Regions from separate parts of the Mus musculus genome. Here all the other regions are linked to region 1. A link is a contact called in public Hi-C and promoter capture Hi-C data. All regions are on one chromosome and are shown on one strand. The core of a region is the stretch at or near the end of the contact, and the rest is flanking DNA. Distances in the headings are between cores, read along the strand shown.

The links. Promoter capture Hi-C pulls out the DNA fragments that hold promoters and counts their contacts. Hi-C and Micro-C count contacts between places; a contact is called where the count stands out from the background. Capture Hi-C pulls out chosen DNA fragments and counts their contacts.
Region 2: a contact with region 1 is called in a Hi-C map of B cells, with 5 read pairs. The contact joins the promoter of Rps13 here to the promoter of Coq7 in region 1. A contact is called at or near these places in 1 of 484 Hi-C or Micro-C datasets (B cells), 1 of 115 datasets of contacts at active chromatin or transcription factors (astrocytes) and 1 of 9 other capture datasets (liver).
Region 3: a promoter capture Hi-C map of adipose tissue shows a contact between it and region 1, with 3 times the contacts expected there. The contact joins the promoter of Uqcrc2 here to the promoter of Coq7 in region 1. A contact is called at or near these places in 1 of 484 Hi-C or Micro-C datasets (CD4 T cells) and 2 of 9 other capture datasets (adipose tissue and liver).
Region 4: a promoter capture Hi-C map of pre-B cells shows a contact between it and region 1, with 7 times the contacts expected there. The contact joins the promoter of Pik3c2a here to the promoter of Coq7 in region 1. A contact is called at or near these places in 3 of 39 promoter capture datasets (cranial neural crest, hippocampal neurons and pre-B cells), 1 of 484 Hi-C or Micro-C datasets (CD4 T cells), 1 of 115 datasets of contacts at active chromatin or transcription factors (astrocytes) and 1 of 9 other capture datasets (adipose tissue).
Region 5: a promoter capture Hi-C map of pre-B cells shows a contact between it and region 1, with 9 times the contacts expected there. The contact joins the promoter of Nucb2 here to the promoter of Coq7 in region 1. A contact is called at or near these places in 2 of 39 promoter capture datasets (cranial neural crest and pre-B cells) and 2 of 115 datasets of contacts at active chromatin or transcription factors (astrocytes and large pre-B cells).

Annotation. Positions count from the first base shown.
Region 1 is chr7:118,530,833-118,535,806 of GRCm38.p6, reverse strand. Coq7 (demethyl-Q 7) reads left to right here and starts at 2,451. Exons shown (of 6, transcript NM_009940.3): 1 at 2,451-2,628. The coding sequence starts at 2,556.
Region 2 is chr7:116,332,250-116,337,223 of GRCm38.p6, reverse strand. Rps13 (ribosomal protein S13) reads left to right here and starts at 3,034. Exons shown (of 6, transcript NM_026533.3): 1 at 3,034-3,139; 2 at 3,276-3,324; 3 at 3,450-3,528; 4 at 4,126-4,295; 5 at 4,745-4,845. The coding sequence starts at 3,117. Snord14a (small nucleolar RNA, C/D box 14A) reads left to right here and starts at 3,967; the gene lies at 3,967-4,053. Gm10589 (a long non-coding RNA gene) reads right to left here and starts at 3,055. Exons shown (of 2, transcript XR_869889.2): 1 at 2,942-3,055.
Region 3 is chr7:120,632,355-120,637,328 of GRCm38.p6, reverse strand. It overlaps Uqcrc2 (ubiquinol cytochrome c reductase core protein 2), which reads right to left and starts at 2,140. Exons shown (of 14, transcript NM_025899.2): 1 at 2,007-2,140. The coding sequence starts at 2,039.
Region 4 is chr7:116,441,221-116,446,194 of GRCm38.p6, reverse strand. It overlaps Pik3c2a (phosphatidylinositol-4-phosphate 3-kinase catalytic subunit type 2 alpha), which reads left to right and starts at 2,737. Exons shown (of 33, transcript NM_011083.2): 1 at 2,737-2,891.
Region 5 is chr7:116,501,829-116,506,802 of GRCm38.p6, reverse strand. It overlaps Nucb2 (nucleobindin 2), which reads right to left and starts at 2,434. Exons shown (of 14, transcript NM_001130479.2): 1 at 2,319-2,434.

The sequences.
Region 1 (4,974 bases), core at 1,202-3,701:
TTAATTTCTCCTTAATAACATCTTGATGTTCTCTCCAAGTAGCTCCCTTTTGTAATGGCCATCTAGCCTTCCACAGTGGTAACACACATTTCCAGTAACTATGCAGTCACTGGTGGGTACTTGAAGTAGGTATTGTCATTCTTCCCCCATAGGAACACTGGGAAATTGAACTTTAAAAGCCTTTGCAAACATTTTCACTTCCCGTCTGCTACTATAGGCTCCGGTTCTGTTTTTCTTTCTCCCTTCTCTTTCCCCTTCCTCTCTTTTCTATTCTCTCTCCCCTCTGTCTGTCTGTCTGCCTGTCTGTCTATCTGTCTGTTTCTCTCTCTCCTTCTTTCTCTCTCTCTCCCTCTCTATTTCTTTCTGGCAGAGCAGACCTGCAGGTTCTCGCAGCCACGAAATGTTCTCATCTCAGTGAAGGAGAATCCAGTTAGACAGGTCTTTACTTTGCATTAACTGTTAAGTTGGCAAATCAGACCTCACAGCCAAAAATCTGATGGCAGCTAGCCACTATGCTCTAAGTATTTGCGAACAGAAGAATTCATTTTTTCCTGGGTGGTACAAGATCTGACCGTGTGAGAACTTCTGAACACATCTTTACTCTGTAGAGTGAGGCTTTACCAGAAACCTGTCCAGAGCATGAGAGGTACTTGAAACATGGGACATGCTCTTTGCTGTGTGACTGTGAACAAATTCCTTCACCTTCAGAGACAGTTCCCTTACACTTAAAATACAAAACTAAGACAAACTTGCTTTTATATTTCAGAATTTGATTATGGAATCACATATTCTTCGTTGTCTTTTGAAAATATGAAAGTGCTTACTATAAAGTATGAGAACATTGAAAACCACAGAGAAAAATCAAAATTACACATAAGCACACAAGTTTTTTTTAAAGAGGCACCAAAGGCCAGCCTGGATGACACAGCAAGTTGAAAGTCATCTGGATACAGGGTGAAATTCTTGTCTCATAACCAGAGTGGGGGAAGGGGAAGAGGGAGGAGGAAGGGAAAGAGAGAGAGAAAGAGAAAAAGAGAGAGGAGAGAGAAGGGAGAAGAAAGCAAGCAAGCACAAATGGAGGGAAGAAAGAAAATGTAGTAGTCTCATATTTTCCACTTAAATGTTCTATTTTATCCAAAGTTCTTTCAAAGTTCATTGTTCTAACACCCCTGGAAGCTCCAGAGGCCAAAGCAGCCATTTCACCAGTTTAAGGCAAGCCTGAGTGACATAATCAGATCTGAACTCGTCATTACATCCATTTCAGGGAGCTGCTAACTGTGCTCATGAGTCATAGTTTGTTAGCATTCTCTTGATGGTAACCTTTTTAAAAAACATGTATTTGTCTGTGTGTCACATGTGCAGAGAGTCCGGAGGAGAGTGCTGGGTCACTTGGAACTGGAGTTACAGGCCGTTGTTAGCTTCCTGCTGTGGCTTCTGGGAATCAAACCCAGGTCCTCTACAGGAGCAAGAAGTGTTCTCAACTTCTGAGCTCTCTCTAGCTCCAATTTTTTAACACTTCCAAAAATTTCCAGTAATAACTAGGACATACACCTCAACATTCTTTTATCTCTTTAGGACAGATCTAGAAGTGGAATGCACGGGAAAGGTTCTGAACATTTGAAGGCTTTGAGAGCCAGATTTAGGTTGAGTATTCCACAGGAATATTTAAGTACCCTCACTGCCGCTAAGGCCCAGTACTTGGGCTCGTCTTAATTTTAAGTTACTGTAGTATACTAATTGAACACTATAATTATATAGAATGGGTTAGTAGTTTCATTTATTTTACAGTAGCTATGAATCAAATACCCGCCCCCCTCCCGCCAAGGGTGCAAACTCTAGTTTTCCTAAAGCCACAGTCTCTAGTGGTCCTATAATAGGCACTGATTATCCTTGCAGGTATGGTTTTTCCCCTTATATACTTATCTGACTTGAAAATTTATTTCTATTGGCTAGATCCTAGCTGTCATATTAATGGATATGCACTTTAAAATGTTTAATGTATGTTACTAAATTTTCCTTCCCTCAACACACAGCTATGTTCATCACTAATGTGCACTAGGCCATGAATAATCCAGTAAAGGATGAACAATGAAGCAAATCTCAATATAAAAATTGAGAAGGAACGGAAAGTAACGGGAAACAAACTGGGAAACCCACAATTACACCGAAAACTGGCATGTTTTACCAGGTAATTGCTGACTTTCAGGTGTAAATCGGCTCTTAATAGAGAAAAATAATCTCCATAACGTGGAGGAAACAACAGTGACCTGCGGGTCGCCTTTCCAAGACAGGGAGAAACCCTAACCTAAAATGCCTCTCCAGGGCAGCTCTGCATCAACCCTAAGAGCCGACCGGGCGCCTTCACGACGTTACAATGATCGACAGGGGGAAGACCCAATAGAGTACGTGAATCGGTCATTTCTAACCAATCGGGTGTAATCCAGGGCCTAGGGGCGTTTCCTCTGGCTCTCGGTCCGCGGCATCTATGCGTCATCACCCTGAGTCGAGAGCACGATTGGCGGGGCGTTTGGACCATAGCTGCATTGTCCGCAGCGATGAGCGCCGCCGGAGCCATAGCGGCTGCTTCCGTGGGACGCCTGCGCACTGGTGTCCGGAGGCCCTTCTCAGGTACCGGCCGTTCGGGGTCGTGGTTCGGCGCGGGGCTCTTCGCCGGTGACTATTTGCAGTGGAGGTCACGGATGTCACGGGGAGGACGTCTATACGTCACAAGCGCGCGACATGGGGGTGGGGTTTGTAGTACGTCTAGTTGATTGATAGGAACGGGTGAACTTCTGCAGGATGCCCTGCCGGGGAACAAGTGATTACCAGCCTGTGATGTGACGTCAGTGCAAGTGTGGAACTTGAGTGTCCTGCAGTGTCCCTCCGGTCTCCACTCGGGACTTTCTCAAGCAAAGTAGCCTTCCGACGACAGCATCAATCTGTTATAAATGCAGATTTTCGGGTCCCCCTCATTATCCACTGGATTGATAGGTTTTAGAGTTTTAAAAAGTGTGTGTGTGTGTGTGTGTGTGTGTGTGTGTGCGCGCGCGCGCGCGCGTGCGTGCGCACAATAATTAAATTCTAGAGAGGCCAGAATTGGGGTTTGAATCTGCAACTAGAGTAACAGGCAGTTTGTGAATCCCTATATATGGGTGCTGGGAGCCCAACTCAAGTCATTTGCAAGTGCAGTACACATTCTTAACTGCTGAGCCTTCTTTTGAGCCGTAGAGTCTCTGTTTTTATCAAGCCTCTCATGGGACTGTTTGTATTGCAAAATATGGTAAGCTTTGAATTTGGAATGGAGAGAGGTAGGTTTGGATTCAGGTCTGATTCATCCGAGCTGCCCCAGAAAATCGTGGTCATTTTCTCGAAACTAAATCTTCAAGCATTAGATTTCTATTTTGCCTGAAGGCAATATTGTTTGGAGGTTTGAGATGTGTTTTTGTTTAACTACAACTTATTAAGTAATTTAATTGAAACTACATCCTTTTGGTAAATAATAAGCCAGAATTGTCTGCCCCCAAATGGATGAGTAATCACACACACACACACACCACCACCACCACCACCAATACCATGAGAACAGCTATGAAACTTCATTAGATATTGTTGTGTGTGCCTTCCAAGGCTTGAGTCCAAGGTTGTTTTTCTTTCTGGAAGAGAAGAGTGCTTAGCAAGTGTTTGGATATTTTTCAAGACATGCCAGTTATAGAGATGTTTTCCTTGGTGATAAATGGATCAGAAGAGACTTTTTAAGAGCCTCTTAGTATGTAATTTATGTGTCCATAAGCCACTTAAAATCTTCTCATTTGCCACTTAAAATCTCCCAGATACCATGGCTGGAACAGCACTCTTGAGAGCTTCTAGCTCTGCGATTCAGCTTTATTTTAAAGTGTGTAACAAGGCAGTCAGGTCTCAGGGATGTGAATTTTAAGGTTCCTTGCTAACCCAGTGAACAGGTTAACAATAAGAATCACTTGTTTTCATTTATGAAGTAACTTAGTTTCCTTTGTTTCATATACCCTCATGATAATAATAATTAAAAAAAAACCTTAAGTGTGTGTCTCCTTAAAAAAATAAAACTAGCCTTGCTACTGGATAGGTTTTAATTTGGTTTTGAGACAGCCTCTAGCGCTGGCTGACCTGGACCTTGCTTGTTCACCAGGATATCCTTCAATTCACAGAGCTCTGCCAACTCATGCTGGGATTAATACCTATACTGATTTCTTAGGTAAAAGGACAAACACTACCCTCTCCCAGTCATTGAGTGCAGAAGTTGTGTTTGAGAGAACATTCCAGTGTGTTCTCAGTTATAAAGAATCCTGTTTATCACACCTCAAAAGCCAGCCATATAAACTTGGCCCACCTGCTCAGCTCCTTGTTATTCTTCTTTTAAAAAAAAGATTTATTTTATATATGTGAACACACTGTAGCTGTCTTCAGACACACCAGAAGAGGGAATCAGATCCCATTACAAATGCTCCTGAGCCACCATGTAGTTGCTGGGAATTGACCTCAGGACCTCTGGAAGAGCAGTCAGTGCTTTTAACCGCTGAGCCACCTCCCCAGGCCCCTTGTTATTCCTTAATATACTTTTTAAAAAGGAGTACTGGGTTGCCTTGAACTTTCTTTGCTAAAAAGTAAGAGCACAAGCAAACAAGATTGTGTTGAGAAATACAACTGGCTCACCAAGTCTGTCTCCAGACCCTGCTTTCTGCATGGAGACAAGCTGGCCAGAAGCATAAGCCCTTGAACTTGGACACAGAAATGCAACAAGTTCCTGATTGTGTCCCATCACTGTCCCATAAAATATGGGCCTCAAACCGTAGAGCCCCACTGTCTGAAGACAGTTTGGAATGGTTGGTGTCTTACACTCGGCAGGAGAGCTGAGGTGCCGTGTCTGCTCCACAGACTCTGTCCAGTTAGAGTCAGTGAGCTGAGTGAGGCAGAGCATGCCATGCGCAGTAGACCAAA
Region 2 (4,974 bases), core at 1,785-4,284, 2.2 Mb after region 1:
TTTAAACTTTAATAATTATTGCATCTTACCCAGGAGTTTGTAAAATTTATCCTGAATTTGAATGTGATTCTTTGAAGGTCTAGATAATCTGCTACAGCCTATCATTTCCTGAGATGTGAATTCTGTAGGCATGGTTCTTGGTCTGTGAAAGTTCACTTAGCCACATTCGGAAGTGCAAATTAACACCATACCTTTATTCTGGATTATGAGCACAAGACTGGCTCTCTAACCATTCTAATAATTTGGAAAAAAAAAAACCAGTATAAAGACCTTGAAAGGACAATTAAGGGGCTGTTGAGATGGCTAAGCGGCTAAGGGCACTAGCTACTCTTCCAGAGGTCTTGAATTCAATTCCCAGCAACCACATGGTGGCTCACAACCATCTACTAGAGGATCTGATGACTTCTTCCAGTGGGCAGATTTATATGCAGCAGAGCATTCATACATTAAATAAAAAGCCTCTGGCTCCCAAAATCTTCAGAGAGAGAGATGGCTTATGTAAGCTTATCCTTTGAAATAACTGAGTTTTGCCTGAGTGCCAAGCTGTTTGCCGGTACTAGAGTTCAAACTATTGCAGGTAGTGGGCTAGAGAGATGGCTTAGTGCTACAATGGCTTTCTGTTGTAGAAGACTAGAGTTTGGTTCCCAGTACAAAGTACAAGTGCTTATTACTCTAGTTCTTACCCAATATCGTCTTCTGGCCTCTGGGCACTGCACTCAGCTTGCACAGCTGTATAAACAAGTAATTTTAAAAGGGGGGGGGTGGCTAGAGAGAAGGCTAAGGGGTTAAGAGCTCTTACTGGTCTTGCAGAGGACTTGGTTTCAGTTTCAAACATCCATGTAGCAACTAAGAATTTTCTGTTAACTCCAGTTCCAAAATATCTGATACCCTCTACTGGCCTCCATGGGCACTGCAGGTACTGTGATGCCAAGACAGACAAGACACACAGACACACATCTTTAAAAGTATATTAATTTTTTTCCAGGTAGACATGTTACTATGTATAGGATTAGAAATGTGCTTGGTGGGGCTGGTGAGATGGCTCAGCAGGTAAGAGCACCCCACTGCTCTTCCGAAGGTCCGGAGTTCAAATCCCAGCAACCACATGGTGGCTCACAACCATCCCTTACGAGATCTGACTCCCTCTTCTGGAGTGTCTGAAGACAGCTACAGTGTACTTACATATAATAAATAATAAATCTTTAAAAAAAAAAAAAAAAGAAATGTGCTTGGTGCCTTTAATCCCAGCACTTGGGAGGCAGAGGCAGGTGAATTTCTGAGTTTGAGGCCAGCCTGGTCTACCAGGTCAGCCAGGGTTATTCAGAGAAACCTGTCTCAAAAGCCAAAAAGGAAAAAAAAAAATGTGCTTGGAATGAGTAGAAATAAGGGCAAAGTGGAAGGACATGAGGCCAGGGACTTGGGTTTTATTTCAAATACATGGAGAAAATATAAAAAGAGAGCCCCTGAGATGGCTCAGTAGCCAAAAGTGCTTGCTGTGCACTGACAACTCTAGTTTGATATTCAAAGCCAGGTAAAAAGATGAAAAGACTACACAAGGTTATCCTCTTACCCCATATTCACACAGTAAAAGTCTTTAAAAACAATTTAGATCTTCCAGAGGTCCTGAGTTCAATTCCCAGCAACCACATGGTGGCTCACAACCATCTATAATGGGTTCTGATGCCCTCTTCTGGAGTGTCTGAAGACAGCTACAGTGTACTTATATTAAATAAATAAATCAATAAATCAATCTTTAACACACACAATTTAGAGGGATTTACAAAGAGACCACTAACCACTAGGCAGACAATGGATTGTATACATAATGGGACACCACTTAAGCTGCCTGAGAGATGATGGATAGGATTGGGGTACCCGTGGAAACAATGAAGTATTTGATACGTTTCTGTGGTGAGATGTGTTGGAGTGACTCGTGGAAATGAGAAAGACTATTGAACCCTAAATTTGTATTCGGACAAATGTGTTAGAGTGAAATGAAGTATTCTTGCTTAGGGATTGCGAATTGAAGCCAAGCTTGATGTTCGGATCACATATCTGGGCTAAAAGTGTGAATCTGGTTAATTAATCAAATACAACTTTGCCAGGAAATAAATACAAATTTGGTTCAAGTTCCCAATGTTTTGGAAAACGTAATTCAACTAGTAATGGGTTAAAAGAACGCAGCTGGGCATGATGGCTCAAACCTTTCATCATCATTTCAGCATTTTTTTAAGAGACAGAGGCAGAAAGACTTAACGTGTGTTTGAAGCAAGCCTGGTCTACAAGGCGAGTTCCTGAACAACCAAAACTACATTGAGGGACCCGGTCTCAAACACAACAAAAAAGAAAACTGGATCAGTATTTCAGTACTGTTTCAAACCTCTCACGCTTCACTTGTCAACAGGGTCTTGTAGATCTGAGTTTCTTGGGTCCATGTCTTTGTTGTTTTTTGTTGCATTTACAATAAATTGTTATATTCACCCATTCTTCGAACGCTCTGTGGTGAACCGGACTAGGACATCCTTAAAAGACCAACTCCCGGGGTAGTCCCTTTCCCCCTCATCTTCTCGAAGCTTCTTTCCTCGTTCCCAACTCTTCTCCGACGGGGGTGAGCGGTTCTGCGCTCCGACCTGTGTAGAAAAGGCGCGCAGACAGGAGGACAGACCCGGGCGGGGCTCGGAAGCCTAGAATTAACGATCTAGAGAGAAGCGCCGGCTGCACCTAGGCTTTGCGATCATCCCACACCGCACGAGTTCGGGGCTGCAGAGGGAGCCCTGAGAAACCCGCAGCTTATCCAAATCCTTCAGCCCAGGACTCGAGCACGCCCTAGGTCCCCTCAGATGCGACTTCCGAAGAGATGTTAGAGACAGACTTGCTGCTCTGGCTAAGAGCAAGACTAGAGACAAGAGTTCAAGGCGTAGCAACCCAGCCATACACTTACCGCCTCGCCGCCATGCCTTCTGGGACGCGTAGTCTCCCGGGCTCCGGTGGCCACACTATGTAGCCCCGCCCCCGCGCGAGAGCAAACGTCGGTGAGTGGCGTCACTTCCTGTGCGGCTTGATTTCCTGTGCCGTTTCCTACCTCGTTCTCTCTTTGCTGCCAGACCTCCGCCATCATGGGTCGCATGCACGCTCCCGGGTGAGCCCGCGGCGCCGACCTTGGTTGCGGGGCTGGGGCGCGGGGCTGAGAGAGGAGGATGCGGGCTGCGGGTGAAGGGACAGTGGGGCTGCTTGGGGCGCGGGCCGCCGCTTTACTTCCTATCTTCTGTTTTCAGGAAGGGCCTGTCCCAGTCGGCGCTGCCCTACCGCCGTAGCGTCCCCACGGTGAGTAGAGGCTGAGGGTTGGAGGGCGGCGTGGGAAGCGATCGGTGCGCGGGAGGATGGGACCCGAAGTGGAAGGTTGCCGCCGTGCTCTCTCATCCTAAGGCCGATTTCTCTTCCATCTGTAGTGGCTGAAGTTGACGTCTGACGACGTGAAGGAACAGATTTACAAATTGGCCAAGAAAGGCCTGACTCCCTCCCAGATAGGTGAGTGTTGATGTAATCTCTTCCTTCTGCTCTCGAGAAACAAATGTGTCTAGTCCGTATGTTAAAAAGGTTCCTCCTGCTTCCACAGCGGAGCAAGGGCTGTCTGGGATTGAGTCACATCTAACTGAATTGATTCTAAGCTGCTCTGACTTTGTACAAATGGGAAATAACTCGTTTCTGGTAGCTTGGCTTCTGAGTCTGGGAATAACTGCTCATCGGAGGAAAATATCCTCTTTAGGATATAAAAAGTTCGCTAGAAATATGCAGAAAAAATCATGTGAAATGGGCTCAGCTGATCTGAAGTAATTTGAGGTTTAAAAGCAATAACATGCAGTTTTAAAGATAGGTACAAATAAATGTTGGGCTGCTTTTAAGTTAATACTAAATATAAAGGTAGAAGTCACATTGTTTCCTCTGGTCAGATGTATTCTGGCAAGCTCACAGTGATGATGGTGTTCCAACATTCGCAGTTTCCACCAGAAGGACTTTCCATGTTGGGTTGACCTTCCTTGGATGTCTGAGTGAGCTGGAAATTTGGAGTTTGGCTGTTAGGGTTTTATCGCATGTGTGTGTGCTTGAGTGTGTTTCTCTTTTCAGGTGTAATCCTGAGGGACTCACACGGGGTGGCCCAGGTCCGTTTTGTGACTGGAAATAAAATCTTGAGAATCCTCAAGTCCAAAGGCCTTGCCCCTGACCTCCCCGAGGATCTCTACCATTTGATTAAGAAAGCTGTTGCTGTCCGAAAGCACCTTGAGAGGAACAGAAAGGTAAGGCGGACAACAAACCAGGTGTTGTGTCGAGACACTTGCGCTGCGGATCTTCAGAGGGGAGAACGCACTTGAGTCCTCTCAGGTGGTTCTGGGTGCTGGCTAATAGTCAACATGATAGTTTCCTAGAAATAGGTGGTTTGATTTTTAGCTCCCCTAAACTATTACATCCAGTTGGTCCCAGGTGCTGGGGCTTTTGTGTAGGTTTGTGGCTATGGGCCTTATTCTAGGAGTTTAAATTGCCTCTGTGGATTTGGTGATGCATGCCCTTAATTGTTGGAGTTTGAGACCAGCCTGGTCTAACACATTGTAAGACAACCAACTTATTCTGTATAATAATAAGATACCCTGCCTCCTTAAAAAAATTGCCCTAAGAACTTAACCTAACCATAGAAGCTATTTAGTTTCTTTACTTGTTGGTGGTTTTCTTAAATCTCTTTTATTTCTAGGATAAGGATGCTAAATTCCGCCTGATTCTGATAGAGAGCAGAATTCACCGATTGGCTCGATACTATAAGACTAAGCGGGTGCTCCCACCTAATTGGAAATAGTAAGTATATGGTTTTTGGTTGGCAAATCAGCTAGATGGTAAATAATGAATAGTGGTAGGCATTTTGCCTTTTTGGCTAAGTGTCAGTTCATCTCTGTCATAGTAGTGGGGAAGCTTGCATGGATGATA
Region 3 (4,974 bases), core at 891-3,390, 2.1 Mb before region 1:
ACATGCCTGGCCTGAAGCATTCTTAAACCTGTGCTGATTTGTGATTTATACAGAATAATGAGTTCTCTATGAGCTTGGAAAAATACCTATTTTGTTGCTTTTAATTATTTTATTAAAATGTCAAGCGTTCCTTCTAGTAGTGATGATTTCAAAGTTTCTGGACAGTTGGATTGTTAACACTTCATAACAGATTTCAGCATTCCTGTTTCCTCCATTTGTCAGTCTTTCATTTATTTTTACTAAAATCACCTTCATCTCCTTGGTCACTTTAAGGATCGTTTCCCAGTGCCCTTAATGTCTGCACTACAGTTTCACCCTTTCAGGTGCTGTACTAGGCATATTCAACCAAGAAAGGGTCTTAGCTTTATTGAACAAATATCTACACAATCCTAAAATCAACAACAAATTCTCAGCATAATATGTAATAACTTGGATGATGGATCTAAATGCACTGACTTTACACACACATATACACACACACACATACACACACACACACATTATACACAATGGTATAAAGCTATTAAGATATTCCAATTATGTCTAGGGTTCACAGGATTACTAATGGACATGCAAGCAAATACACTTTCATGATGCTAAGATCCACTAAACATGTTGTCAAGTGTACCTGTAAAGTTCTATAATGCTCCTACTCGGCACTGCCCAGACTGCTGTATGCTGAACACTCAGTCAGTGCTGGGCTAATCTGGCTGCTGGTTTTCACCTGTTCATGGAATTACTACTTTATCCCTTCAGTCCTGCTTGTAAATTATGAATATAATTAACTGTGTCATTTTCATTTTAGTTTGCTGGATAAGGTATATGCAGCCACTTGTGATTTTTAGCTGTGAATTTTTAGCTGTGCCCAAGATGTAATTCCTGTAACATCCAAGTGTAACAGTCCACATATGAATAATCCACACTTCCACTTCTGTGCTTTTGGGTAGTGAAGTTTAAAATCTCCTGCTTCTTTTGGGTTCCTTTCAGGAAAGACTTAGATACAATTTCTACTTTGTTTTAATAACACATGGAAAGTCCTGCTCTCTAAGGACTGCTAGCAATTGGTCTGTCTAGGCACAAGGAATACAACTGCAGCCTAAATTTGTACAACACATATATGTAAGTATAAAGCACAAGGAAACACTATGCCCAGGCCTGGTGTATCACTGTCTAGTCGTCTCTCAACACAGACACTCCTGGCATTTCCGCGTTGTAACTGTGCTGTAGGGGCTGCTGTTGTATGGTTGGATGTCTAGCTGCACCGCTGACCTCTAGATGCTAGAAGCACTCTCTCAACAGGTGGTTACGAATAAAAAGCTCCGCATGTGACCGGCTAGTAGGGGCAAATTAGCCCTTGTTGAAGTTTAAATGCTCCCATTCTCATCTCTTGAAAACCACGATTCCAGCGTGATAACGTGCTGACACACATGAGGTACTCCTCTCCTCACCGCAAGTGACAACTACATATTTTAGGGCTAGTCTTGAAGAAAGATCAAGAGCCCCTCCTGGAGGAAGCCTTTAAATGGGACCCCGAGAAAACGAGCATCTTAAGGAATGCGGGGACTGAGTACTGACAGGAACGAAGGTGCCGGCACTGAGATAAGCAGCGCACCGCGTTTGTGAATTTAATAAACTCGCACGCATTGGGGAAACCGACGCCTCGGGATCAACCCAGGGGCAGAGGTCGTAGGTAGGGGAAGCAGGCGGCCCGGGTGGCGTTGGCCTACACCCTACCTGCTTCTCGAGTGACCTTCAGGAATCTCCCGAGAGCCGCTTCTCCGCCACTCTCCAGGCCACCCTCCTCTTCCGCTTTCCCCGCGTTAGCTCTCGGCTGCTCACAGGACCCGCCGAGCCTCCCAGGCCTCGGCTCGCTGGCAGCCCCCTTCTCCGCGGGGTTTACCTGAAGGGCAGACCCAGGCCTGAGGCCAAGGCCGCACACTCCGCACCCAGCTCCTGAGTGGCCGACAAGCGTCCCCAGCCCTGCCCCACGCACGTCCCATGCTCACCGAGAAGGACCCGGCCCTGCTGAGGAGCTTCATGGCTCTAGCAGTTGCCCTTTCCCACGGTCACCGCTGCAGACAGCAAAGCAAGATGGGGTCGGAGGACCGAGTTTCCCGGTGTGCACTGCGAGCTTGCCCACGCCCCCTTGTACCGGCGGCCCTCTACGCATGCAGTGCTCTACTGCTCCGGTAGGCGGGACGAGCCCAGCTCCTGGGGAGAGGCTAGAGGTCTCCCGGACTAGATTGCAGCTTTTGTAGGTTATCCTTTCTGAGTTCTTTTTCTGCAAAAGACATGCAGCCTGTAATCCCAGCTGCGTCTGCAGCCGTCACAGTCACCCCAGCCGTCTTGGGCCTGCCCGTGAGTCCTCGCAAGTCCGGGAGTCGTCGGCACTCCCTGTTCCTCGGAGGTCGTCCCTCGCCACTTTTACTGTAGTCTTCCCGGTACCGCGAACTTGGTGACCGAGTTCACAGAAACTGGCAGGACGAATGTCTCGTCGAACAGATCGACACACTTGTAGGTCTCCTTGCCGCAAGGAGATCGTCACCAGCAAGGACTCAATCTCGTGAAATTTTCTCGCGCAAATTTGCGCGTGTGTGTATAATCAGGGACTTAATATAGTCTTCTATTGTACTTAAAAATGTTTAACTGTTGGTGATACAGACATATGGCACAAATCATTCGTGTGTTACACTATGATTGAGACTAATTCGGGAACCACTGCTTTCATGAAGCCGCATAGCTGCTTAAAAATGTTTTTGGTTACTTTTATTTTTTTTACAGTCCAGTCGTTGCCAGATTCCCGGTCCGCCCCTCCCACAGTTCCTCATCCCATTCCTCCTACCCCTTCTCTAAGAGGATGCCCCCGCCAGGCCTCAGTACTCCCTGGGGCCTCGTTTCTCAAGTTAGGTGCCTCTTCTCCCACTGAGGCCAGACCAGGTAGTCCTCTGCTGTATATATGTTGGGACCTCGGACTAGCTCATGTATGCTGCCTGGTTGGTGGCTCTGTGTCTGAGAGAACTCAGGGGTTCAGGTTAATTGAGACTGTTGTTGGTCTTGCTATGGGGTTGCCCTCCTCCTCCTCAGCTTCTTCCAGTCTTTCCCCTAATTCAACCGCAGGGGTCTCCGACTTCAGTCTAATGGTTGGGTGTAACTATCTGCTTCTGTCTCAGTCAGCTGCTTGTTGGGCCTCTCTGAGGGTAGTGTCAGTCCTTGGAGCCTCCCCTTGAGCTGGATCCAAATTTGGGCCTGCCACTGAACCTCTTTTCCTTCAGTCTGTTCTCCATTTTTGTCCCTGCAGTTCTTTTAGACAGGGACGATCTGGGTCAGAGTTTTTGATTGTGGGATGGCAACCCCATCCCTCCACTTGATGTCCTGCTTTTCTACTGGAGGTGGACTCTATAAGTTCCCTTTCCCCACTGTTGGGCATTTCATTTAAGGTCCCTCCCTTTGAGTTCTGAGAGTCTTTCACTTCCCAGGTCTCTGAGGGTCCCCCCATCTGAGGGGGGTGGTTTCTATTCTTTTCTGCTGGCTCTCAGAGCTTCACTCCTGATTCTCCCTTACCCCAATACCTGATCATGTTCCCCTTTTCCTCTCCCTGTCCCCTCTCCCACCCAGGTCCCTCCTTCTGCCCACCCCCTCCTAATGCTTTCTACCCCTCCCCCCCAAGTGGGATTGAGGACTTGGGTCTTTGGCTTGTTAACCTTCTTGAGTTCTGTATTCTGGGTATTTTGTACTTTTTTGGCTAATATCCACTTATTAGAGAATACATACCATGCATGTCCTTTTGGGTCTCAGTTACCTCACTCAGGATCATACTTTCTAGTTTCATCCATTAGCCTGCAAAACTCAGGATTGTCCTCATTCTTAATATCCGAGTAGTATTCCATTGTGTAAATGAACCACATTTCCTGTATCCATTCTGTCATGGGACATCTCAGTTGTTTCCAGCTTCTGGCTATCACAAATACGGATGCTATGAACATAGTGGAACAAGTGCCCCTGTGGCATGGCAGGGAATCTTTTGGATATATGCCCAAGAGTGGTATAGCTGGGTCTTTAGGTAAATCTGTTTCCAGTTTTCTGAGGAACCTTCAGATTGATTTCTGAGTCGTTGTACCAGTCTACAATCCCACCAGCAATGGTGGAGTGTTTCTCTCTCTCCACATCCTCACCAACATTCACCTGAAATTTTGATCTTAGCCATTAGGATTGGTGTAAGGTGGGATCTCATGGTCATTTTGATTTGCATTTCCCCGATGACTGAGGACTTAGAACAGTTCTTTAAGTGCTTCTTGGCAGCTTAAAAATGTTAAATGAATGCAATCACTGCCCCGAAATTCGTTGTACCCTGAGGATTCTCTCTAGTCATTGGAACCTCAACATGCCACAGTTCAGGCCAGCACATACCTTTATACCTGTTTATTAAGGCCCCTTTATTCTTAGCTTATAACATCATCTGTACAGGAAACTGACCCATATAGCCTAATTGGGAAATTGTCTGTTCAAATGTGGCAGACTTCATGATATCTGCTACAAGAATAAAAATTTCATCATGTTTTAGAACATTGCAGATTTGCCTGTTTGGTTTTAAATCCAAGGCATGAGCACCATCTTCTGGCCAGATAGACCACTTGCCATGTGTCAGGCCTACACAACACTAACTGCTGCTTATATGGAGGTCTCTGCCGTAAAACTCAACACTATTGCAGATGAATATGGAGTCCTTGAAATTGTTTCAAGATAGAATTTGAAGACCCTGACCTTTATGGTTGAGTTCTCTTGAGACCTTTGTCTTTTATTCTGGTAGATTTTCACTGGAATCATTCTAAACTATCAGACAAGTTCAATTCATATTGCAAGGAGAGATCGGTTTTCTTTTTTGCTGACAGATCTATAGACAAAGCACCTTTCATTAATTCTTTGATTTTTTTCTATTTTATGGATTTCAGTCCTGATTTGATTATTTCATCCCAT
Region 4 (4,974 bases), core at 1,488-3,987, 2.1 Mb after region 1:
CTAAGGAGTCTAGAGTCAGGATTGGAACCCGGAGTCTTATACATCGGAGGCAAGTGATAGGCCACTGGGGTACATCTATTTTTGGACATAAGAGTCTCACTGTGTGGCCTAGTTATTCAACTCTGTCCTCTACTTCCCAAGTACTGGGATTATAGGTGTGGGTCACTGTGCTACTCAGAGACTCCATATACATGCAAAGGATTTATTTGGTCAACTTGGTGATCTACTTGCCTTTGCTGAGTGCTGGACTTCCAGGGGTGCACAACCATGCCTAGTTATTGATGGCCTTTTAAAGCTCTCCTGTTAAAATTTAAGGGCAGTGAGAGGGTTAAAAAGGTTGGGCTAAGTAGTAAGATCTGGGTTTGGACTCTTTTTTTTTTTTTTTGGTTTTTCGAGACAGGGTTTCTCTGTGTAGCTCTGGCTGTCCTGGAACTCACTTTGTAGACCAGGCTGGCCTCGAACTCAGAAATCTGCCTGCCTCTGCCTCCCGAGTGCTGGGATTAAAGGCGTGCATCACCCTGGACTTTTATTTAATAGCTGGGTGGCCTTTGGAAAATTGCTTTTCTCTCTGGTCCTCAAAGTGCTCAAGTATAAATCAAGGACATAATGGCCCCTTTTCATTCAGGTTGTGGGTGGGATTCAGTAATGCAATTCAAAGAACAGGGTCTGGTTTCAGGAAATGCTCCATAAATGTCAGCCATTCTTTTTATATATGGTAAAAGAGAAAGGGTCCCTATTTCGTACTTGGTACTGGAAGAAGTTTGGGGGTATTGGCTATGCCATGAAGTTCTCTGTGGGAAGTTATGGTTGGAGCAGTTTAAATGTAATGCAACCCCTTAATTCTTTTTTTTTTTTTTCCTTTTTACTATCAAGTCTTAAAATTGAAGCCAGTAGGAGAAAGTAGCTGTTAGCTAGTGTCTAATCGGTCTCAAAGGACAGCAAGCATGGTTTGCACTTTCTTTACAAGTCTGTTCACATTGTTTAACAACCATCGGCAGGCACCACTGCCAGGCAGAGGAGGGGCTGAGAGGGGGCTCCTAGCCCAGCTTCTTGACACCTAACAATTTGCAATTGGAAGCTACCTAAGTCTTCAGCTTCTCAGTCTACTGCACTTCCTACCTGTGGGGCCATACAAAAGCCACAATAAATGAGAAAGCCAGAATTTCAACAAGGATTTGTTTGAGTCAAACCAGGGAGGGCATAAGCTACCAGGGACCAAAAGAAGATAGTTCCCTTTCTCGATCAGAGAGATGAGAGAGAGAGAGAGAGAGAGAGAGAGAGAGAGAGAGAGAGAGAGAGAGAGAGAACACCAAGTTATCTTCCCATAAGACTCAGTGTTTTCTTTTCTTTCCTAAAGGCACACTCTGTTTTCCAGCAGAAGGTAGGAAGCCAGTCCTGAGAGAATTCCTTTTCCTCACCCTTTTAAATCTTGAGGAAGAGCTGCCAAGTGTATAAATTCCTCCTTTGATGAGAAGATAAAGCAGAACAATGCTGTAGAGCTGAGCAGATTCCTAAGGGACATTCTTCTGGGGTGTGTAAGCTTGCGTGGAGGTGGGGCTAGTAGACAGCTAGGGGCTGGGAGGGAGGGTGGTACAGCCAGAAGTTGCTCCTAGACTTCTCCCTAGAATAGCCTTTCCTTTTGCTTTCAGCTAGTGCTGGAGACTAAACCTACTTAGGTGCACTACCACTGAGCTAGGTTTGTTTGTTTGTTTTTGGAGACAGGTCCTGAACTGCTGAGCTTTAGAGTAATCTCCTGTCTTAGCTTCAGCTTGGACTACAGGAAGATGCCACATTCTCATATTCCCTTCCCTGCCCTCCTTCCCTGCCCCCTTCTCCCGCTTCCCCTTAAAGCAGAACTTCATCCAGCCTCTAGAAGTGCAAGCGTGTTTATTTAAACCAAAAGGATCAGAGGTCTCTCCTCCCTTACTAAAGGAAAGGGGGAAATGCTGGGAATACACTTCGAAATCCCAAAACCCAAGCAGACTCTGCCAGTTTACGTTGCCATTCCTCTCCTCCGACAGTTACCGACAGTCGTCTTTTGCAATCTGTAAAACGGGAATAATTCTCCCATCTGCTTCACAGTTTTGAATCAGACAACAGAGCGCTAAACTCTTTACAAGCCCAATTGCAGTCCGCGCTCACGAGAAAGGTATGATTACTATGGGGCCTGGGTGTGATGTCTGGCCGAGCGCTGTTATTACCGGGCTAACCTTGCCCACCTGGCCGCGGCGGGGCTGTCAGCAAACACCAAGGCGAGAACGCCGCACGCACGCATCCAGCCCTTTCCAGGGCCCACACGACGAGCTAATGCAAACTTCGAAGCACCTGAACGTCCGCGAGAGCTCGCCGACCGCTGGAGGGAATGAAAGATTTCGTCTTGACTGTTCTTTTCTGTCTTCCAAACCAAGCTAATCTCTGGGCGGCCTGGGGCCAAAACCTCAAACCAGGCAACCGCAAGCCAGAGATCAGAGGCGCGCGGTGCTGGGACAGGGCCCGGGAACAAAGGGCGCTTCGGAGCTCGAGGCCGGCCAGGAGGAGTCCCGGGGTAGCCTCCCCGAGAGGCCCCCGGCCGGCCGCGCCTAAGACACCCATTCCCCGGGGCAACCACACTCCATCCCGCAACCTCCCCGCTGCTGCCTTTCAGGCTCCGCCTGCGCCCCGCCCGCCATCTCAGGTAGGCCATCCGCGTCGGCCAATCGCAAGGCGCTCAAGTACGGGGGCGGTGCTTGCACCATCGGAAGTGACGTGCAGAGCTCGGCTGGCCGCGGAGTCAGTCGAAGCTCTCCTCAGCGGCCGGCTGAGCCAGCTGAGGCGGGAGAAAAACATGGCTCGGACCTTGGAGGGCGCGAAGGCTCGGGTTGCGGTGAAGACCAAGACTCCCGCAGCGTGAGGTGAGGGGCTGCCGGTGCGTGCGGAGCGGGACCTGGCTCTGCGCAGCCGCCGAGGGACTCAGAGGGGAGGGACCCGGCCGCCGTGCCCCTTGGTCACTCCATCCTCTCTGACTCCTTCCTCGGGGCCCCGTCCCCCACCCGACGGTCGCCAGCGCCCCGCGCCAGGCCCCTTTGTCGCGGGCCGCCGGACGCTGCTGTCCCTCGGGGGGCGGGGGAGGGGAAGCCACCCCACGGTCCCCCGGGACAGCGAGGGAGCCGCGGTGGCGGTCCCAGGCTCCTGTCCCGACTGTTCTGGAGAGTGGCTGTTGAACTTCTGCTATGGCCTCTTCCTTCTCCTCTCCCAGCTCGGTTTTTAGAGCCTCGGGTGGTTCTTTTTCTTCTGAGACCCTTCACCTCGTTACCTTAAAACAAAAATCCAGAAACTGCTTGCTTTGGGAACGCAATGATATTTGTGTATATTTAGTGCATCATCTTTCTGCTAGGGCATTAAAGTAAGAATATTTAACTCTTCCTGCGTGACTGAGGAACAAGGAATAATTGAAGAGGAGGGGAGTGTATACGGTAGTTCTTTCACCGTGTTGTCCTGATAGAAGGTGAAGTCCTAATTAGTATATTTTTATTTTAGCCAGTGGGTGTTTGAATTCAGTGACACGAAGGAAGCATCCCTGTTTGAACAAGATTACTTCTTAAAAAGTATCCCTAAATCTTTCCAGGTAGGTGTCAGGAAGAATACTGCCTTCGGGGCGGGGGGCGGGGGGGGGGGGAGATCACTGAATGTGGTACATCTCAAGCCAAGGACAGAAAATAAAAGGCTATTCTTAGGGGGTTGGTGAAGTAGTGTTCGGGAAGAGAGGCTGCGCAGAGGTCCTGGAACACTGGTTCCAGGGAAGACTTTGTACTCTTGCCTCCCTGATGGTTCTTTCTCCACGAGAAACTGTTAAGTAGCTCTGCTGTAATTGGAGTTGGTTATTCAAGGTTACAGACCACGCTGAAGTGCCTTGGTTGAAATTTTCAAGTTTTTGAAACTGCCTGCAAGTTTGGCATTCAGTGTTTTGAATACTGAAAAGCATTGTAACTGAGAGAGAGATATTTGTTAACTCAAACTTAGTTTCAAAGTGATTTTTAACATAGATACATAATAAATACAGCACCTCCACAGATTCCCATGGGTGCTGGCGGAATTCATATTGAAAGCAGTTTGTCTTGTAAAAACCTCCGTTGTCTTGGGCATGGTGGTGCACCCTATAATTGCAATGCTTGTCTGCACTGCAGAGCTCTGGTAGGAGAGTCACATTTAAGGTCCGCCTAGTCTACCTAGTGAGACACTGTCTCTAAAAATGATAATAATAATAAAGGAAGCAAAGCTGGGTTATGATTGGTGTGCATGTTGCTTGCAGTCTAACTTGCAAACATTATACTTTAGTGGTCTCAATCTTTTTTCATTTTTATAGAGCATAAAGGTTGACTTGTTTGCTTTCAGGATTTTAGAAACAACTTTCTGTAATTAGCTGTGTAAGTGTATAATTCTTTGTTGCATCTATTTAGAGCTCCAAATTTTCCATTCAGTTTTATGTTGCTATGTACATTTCTGTGCCCAAGAGTAAATCTGGCATATTGTTTGGAATGTAATAAGTTCGGCACATTCAGTGCATTTCTACCTAAAGACAGGCTGTTTCTAAGAGCTCAGAGTTTGCCTCACAGCATCACATCAACCCTTCAGATCAGGAGAGGTACAAAGCACTTTCTTAAATGCTTTAACCACATACCTGTAGAGATGAGCCTGAGCTACAGAAGACTAGCTCCAAAAACAAAAAGCAAAACAGCAAAAGTTCTGTGAGCTGGGGGTATAGCTAAGGAAACTTGTCTAACCACAGGTTTGATTCTCAGTACTTTCAGAATGAAGTTGTAACTTACCTTGCTTTATTTAATAAGACAACTTAATCTGTTTTACTAATTGATCATATTTCCAAGACAGGCAAATACTGAAGATATTTTAGTGTGCTAAATTTACAGAATTTGATGATTTGTTTAATCTGGACACACACACCCTACCCTCCCAGTACTAGGGATTAAACCTAGGGCC
Region 5 (4,974 bases), core at 1,185-3,684, 2.0 Mb after region 1:
GTTTTGTGTTTTACTTTTTATGTATTTATTTTATGCATGTGCACACGAGCTCCATGACACTTAAGTAAAAGTCAGAGGAACACTTGGGGGAGTTGGTTCTTTTTCCACCTTGACATGGGTTACGGGATTGAACGTGGGACATCAGGCTTAGCAGCAAGCACCTTTTCCCTCAGAGGCATCTTGCCAGCCCTTCAATGTGTTTTAAAAACCAGCACTTGACCCTTCCAACTCCCAAATACTCAAGAAATATTTTGCAGACACCAGTCACTAAAAGTGTCCTTAGGAAGTAGGCCACAAGTTTAACATACATTATTGTACTGCTGTCTGCAGTGACACACACAACATATCCTAAAACAAAGACACCAGAACTAACGCCCATAATCAATAACTACTGATTTGAAAAGTGTCCCAATTGCCTTCTTATGATTACATTTCACTTTGTATTTAGTGAACACAAACGAACCTGGCAAAAGTCATGTCAACATCTGTAATGCCAGCACTCAGAAGGCTTAAACTGAAAGGTGGAGACAGAGGATCCATAGAGATCCTTGGCCAGATACTCTGCCAAATAGGTGAGTTCCAGGTCTCAAAACATAAGGTGGGAAGTAATTGAAGACATCTGAAATGGGCCTCTAGCCTATACACACACACACACACACACACACACACACACACACACACAGTATGAAATGAACAGTAAGTACCTTAGGGAACAGAGGAGAGTAAATGCGACAGGGGCTCCACCACAGAGCAGTGGGTAAATGAAAATAGCCTAAGAACAGCATCTGTAAACCCACAAGGAGGCAGAGAGGAATTGTTACAATGTATTTATGGATGTTTTAAAGGACACCTTGCAGAAGCTGGTGCCCCCTTCTACCCTATGGGTCACTGGGACCAAACTCAGAGGGAGATCAGGCTTGGCTGCGGGCGCCTTTATCCACCGAGTCATCTAGATGGCTCTTGGAAATGAATTTTTGACCCACATCAGACAAACCTAATGATGGAGAGTCCTGTGCTCACCTAATAACTAGAGTGATACTATCTGAGATTTCATTTGTAATCCTAAATTTCCATTATTTTAATGTGCAACCCTGTTAATTGTGTTAACCAAGGAACATGTGTTGGAACATGGACCATTATTTGTTGAATTTGAGTTTTATAGAACCATAACACAGCTTATGTGAGGGAAAACTCCTGATACAATTTCTAAGATAAAATAATCTGAGCATTACTCAAGTCCAGTTTCTTAACAAAACCAGCCAGGGAAGACCTTAAGAAGCAATTTAAATAGCCAAAGGCTCCCTGGTCCAAATGCCTGGTAGAATACTATCACCTCTTGACAATTCTTTGGGACAATCATCTCAACATTTTAAGCTTTCCTGTAGGGAAATCCCAAAATTAACTGTAACTCACTATAACAAATATTTTCATTTAAGCCCCGTATCCTCCTGCCTCAGGCTCCCCTAACAGCTGATATTGTGTGAGTCACCACTTTCCTGCCTTTTGTCAAAATCAGGATGATTGGGGAGGGGGATAAAATGTATATTATTTATCCACAGTTTCTTAAATAAGAAACTTAGATGATAGCACTCGGCATTCAATTGTGTAAAAGGTACATTAACCCGTGTAAAAGGTATAAATTATCAGAACAAGGGTTCCTGTTCATTTTCATTCTCTTCCCCTCCACCCCTTTCTGATTTTGCAAAATAACTGTCTGGTAAGACTGCTGTCTGTATCAACCACAATAACCACACCAGCCCACGGAGGTAACATTCAGCAGGTGCAACAAGAAAGTAACATCTTTCTCTTCCCCCTAAATCAAAATGTATCCTCTTTCACCTAATTTGTCACTTTGGGGCAAACGATACTACAGCTGGCAGGAACTTTCTCCTTAGTGGCAGATGCTGGTTTCACATACCCCGGGGAAGAGCTGTGTTCCTGGGCCTAGCTTTGCTCCACAACTGGAGGGGGGCGGGGGGGCGCGGAGCATCAGCCGGGAATCGATAGGTCCAGAGACCTCACCAGTGGGCGAGCCCCTCGCCCACGTACCCCGCCCCAGTCTGGGTCCAGCACCTACTCTGCCTGCTCGTGCTACCCACCCGGAAGAAAAGCTCAAGCGCTCTGTAGCTAGAAGAGTGGTGGAGTGGACCCGACGCCTCCGGCTTCAGCTGGGAGACCCTCCCCAACCTTGCCCGCCCAGAACTCGGCCCTCCATGCCCACAACCATGGGCAGGGCAAGAACAGACCTGCGCCCTCTCTTCTGTGACCCGTCCAGCCTCCTCGAGGCTGGGATCTACACCCTGCTCCGCGCCACTGACCTTCTCTGCAGGGTCCCGGCGCGCGAGGCTAAGCCGACTGATGCCCGCCGCGAGCACACCAGTTTTCCCTGCCCACGGCCCTCCGCCTTGCTCTGATCCACAGCCTAATGCGTGCCCGCCTCCTGGTTGCCATGGTGACTGCCTCCTCCCCCCACAGCCGCTAATTGGTCCAGCTCCGGATCGCGGAGGACTCCTATTGGTGAACTGGTCCAGGGACGCGCCTACGCGAAGGCGCTTCTGGAAGAACTAGCCAAGAGGGACGTGGCGCTCTCCGAAGCGTGAGGAAGCCGCGCCTCTTCCTTCCCTTGCTGTCTTAGACTAGCTCTTAGTGCATGGCTTAGTAGGGTGAAGTGATGCCCGGGGATCCCCCACAAAATCTTAGGGTTTGCCAGGTTCTTGGTCTCTGGCATGAGCCTGCAGCGCCCACAGTGGTGGAGAAAAAAGTGGTAGCCCTCTTGTGAGTCTTGGAGAGCCTCTTTCCTGCAGGGACTCAGACTGGTATTTAACGTACCCCCACCCTCCTTATCGTGGTCCCTGAGTCCCTGTGACTTAATAGCATTTACCTCTCAGATACAGATTTTTCTTCTCTCTGCCCCGTGGAGTCAAGACATCTTCAACACATTTAACATTAACAACATTTTAACCGTGGGGCATTTTGTACGTGCTTGGAGGGTAGAAAAGCTTTAGAGCCTTGGAGCTGGTTTTGAAGCGTGAGTGCCAGTTACTCGCACCTGACTGATTTTTAGGGTGTTTTGTTTTGTTTTGTTTTGTTTTGTTTTGTTTTTCAACCCAAAGAAAAAGGTCCTAGGTTGTGTACTGACTGGCTGGTCTCCTTGCTGCAACGAAAAATACTAAGAAAAGCAGTTAAAGAAGGAAGAGGGGTTTGGTTTGGTTTGGTTTGGTTTGGTTTGGTTTGGTTTGGTTTGGTTTGGTTTTGGGGTTTTGCTTGTTTGTTTTGCTCACAGTTTAAGGGTGTGCTTCAGTACAGCAGTAGAAGAAGCTTGAGGCAGCTGGCACAAGGTATCAGGAAGCAGAGAGAGACACACGAATGCTGGCACTTAGCACTCTCGCTCGCTCGCTCTCTGTCTCATTCTCTCTATCTCTAGTTGGTTGAATCTACAAACGAAGAACCCACAGATCCAGGGGAGGGTAGACTGCAATGGAAACCACTGTTAGCAAGACACAACGTGGGTTAATGGCTGTGTGCACCATTAGAGATCAGACTTCTCTCTTGCAACACTCAACTTTTCTAACCCATCCTAAAGAAGGTATCAGAGCACTATGCTTCCATTTCCTTGTGTATAAAATGGGGTCAGTAACAGCCACACACACACACACACACACACACACACACACACACACACACTTACAGTCTATAAAAAAGAGTCAGTCACATTGTACTAACTCGGCCATTCTTGGGATGGTGACTAAACCAAAACCTCAGCCTCTAGATTTTAACTCTTATCCACACCTCTCGTCCACTTACTTTGAATAATATCCCAAAGCTAAGCTCCTTTTGTGTTTTAGAATGTTGTCCATTTTTTGTTTTGTGGCTCTGCTTCCACTGAGGGATTGAGAGCAGAGACATATGTTTAAAAAAAAATGAACAAGTTGAATGTAATGACACTTGAAGAGGATAAAAGATTATGTTATAGGCACACTAAATTTCAACTTGAGAGATATTACCTACATCCTAAGAATCGTTAGTAATCCTGTAATATTTGAGTTGATATTCCACCCCAGCACTGTGGGAATTGCTAGACTCACTAGGCACGGTGGTCCCCACGCCTTCAGGATTAGCATATGGTAGATGGAAACAAAAGAATCGGGAATTCCAGGCCAGCCTGAGCTCTGTAAGAACCTGCCTTATGAAACAAAAACAAGATACTAGACTATTAACTTATTAAAGCCAGGAACTGCCTTGAACATTTCCATTACCTATTAACCTATCACAAGGACAAATACCATGTGAATGGGGCACAAAAACTGGGCATAGATTTTCTAAGGGCAAACCTTAGAAACCCTGGTGCTGATCTGTCTGTATGATTCATAGAAATCTGATGCAGATCAGTAAAACCTGGCAAACGAGAAGGTGGAATTCATCCAATGATGTAATTAAAGGAAGAAGACAGCGAACAGGAGTATGGTGACTGAGGTGACGACACCTTTCTGGGGTGAAGGGCATGGGGAAGACAAGAAAAACAGGCTGAACAATAAGTAAACAGCAATTTCCTGGATTAGAAGACAGCGGAGCACAGCACTTCAGAAGGCCATGAGGATAAAAGCCTGGAGTAGTGGCTCTTAATCCAAGCACTTGGGAGACTGAAGCAGAAGAATCAACTTTAAGTTTGAGGTCAGTCCAGGGAACAGTGTGAGATTCTGACTCCAATTCTCCCACCAAACAGCACTAAATAAAAGCAAAGAAGAACAGTTCTTACAGGAAAAAATGATAAAAATAGCATCAAGGGCGAGGAATGTAGTCAGTGGTAGACAGCATCCCTTCTGTACTCAAGGCCCTGGTCCAGCCTTCAGTACTAAAAGGGGGGAGGGAGGGAGGGAGGGAGGGAGGGAGGGAGGGAGGGAGGGAGGGAGGGAGGGAGAGAAAGAAGGAAGGGAGAAAGAAGGAGACATATCATGAACCCCATCATATGTAGAG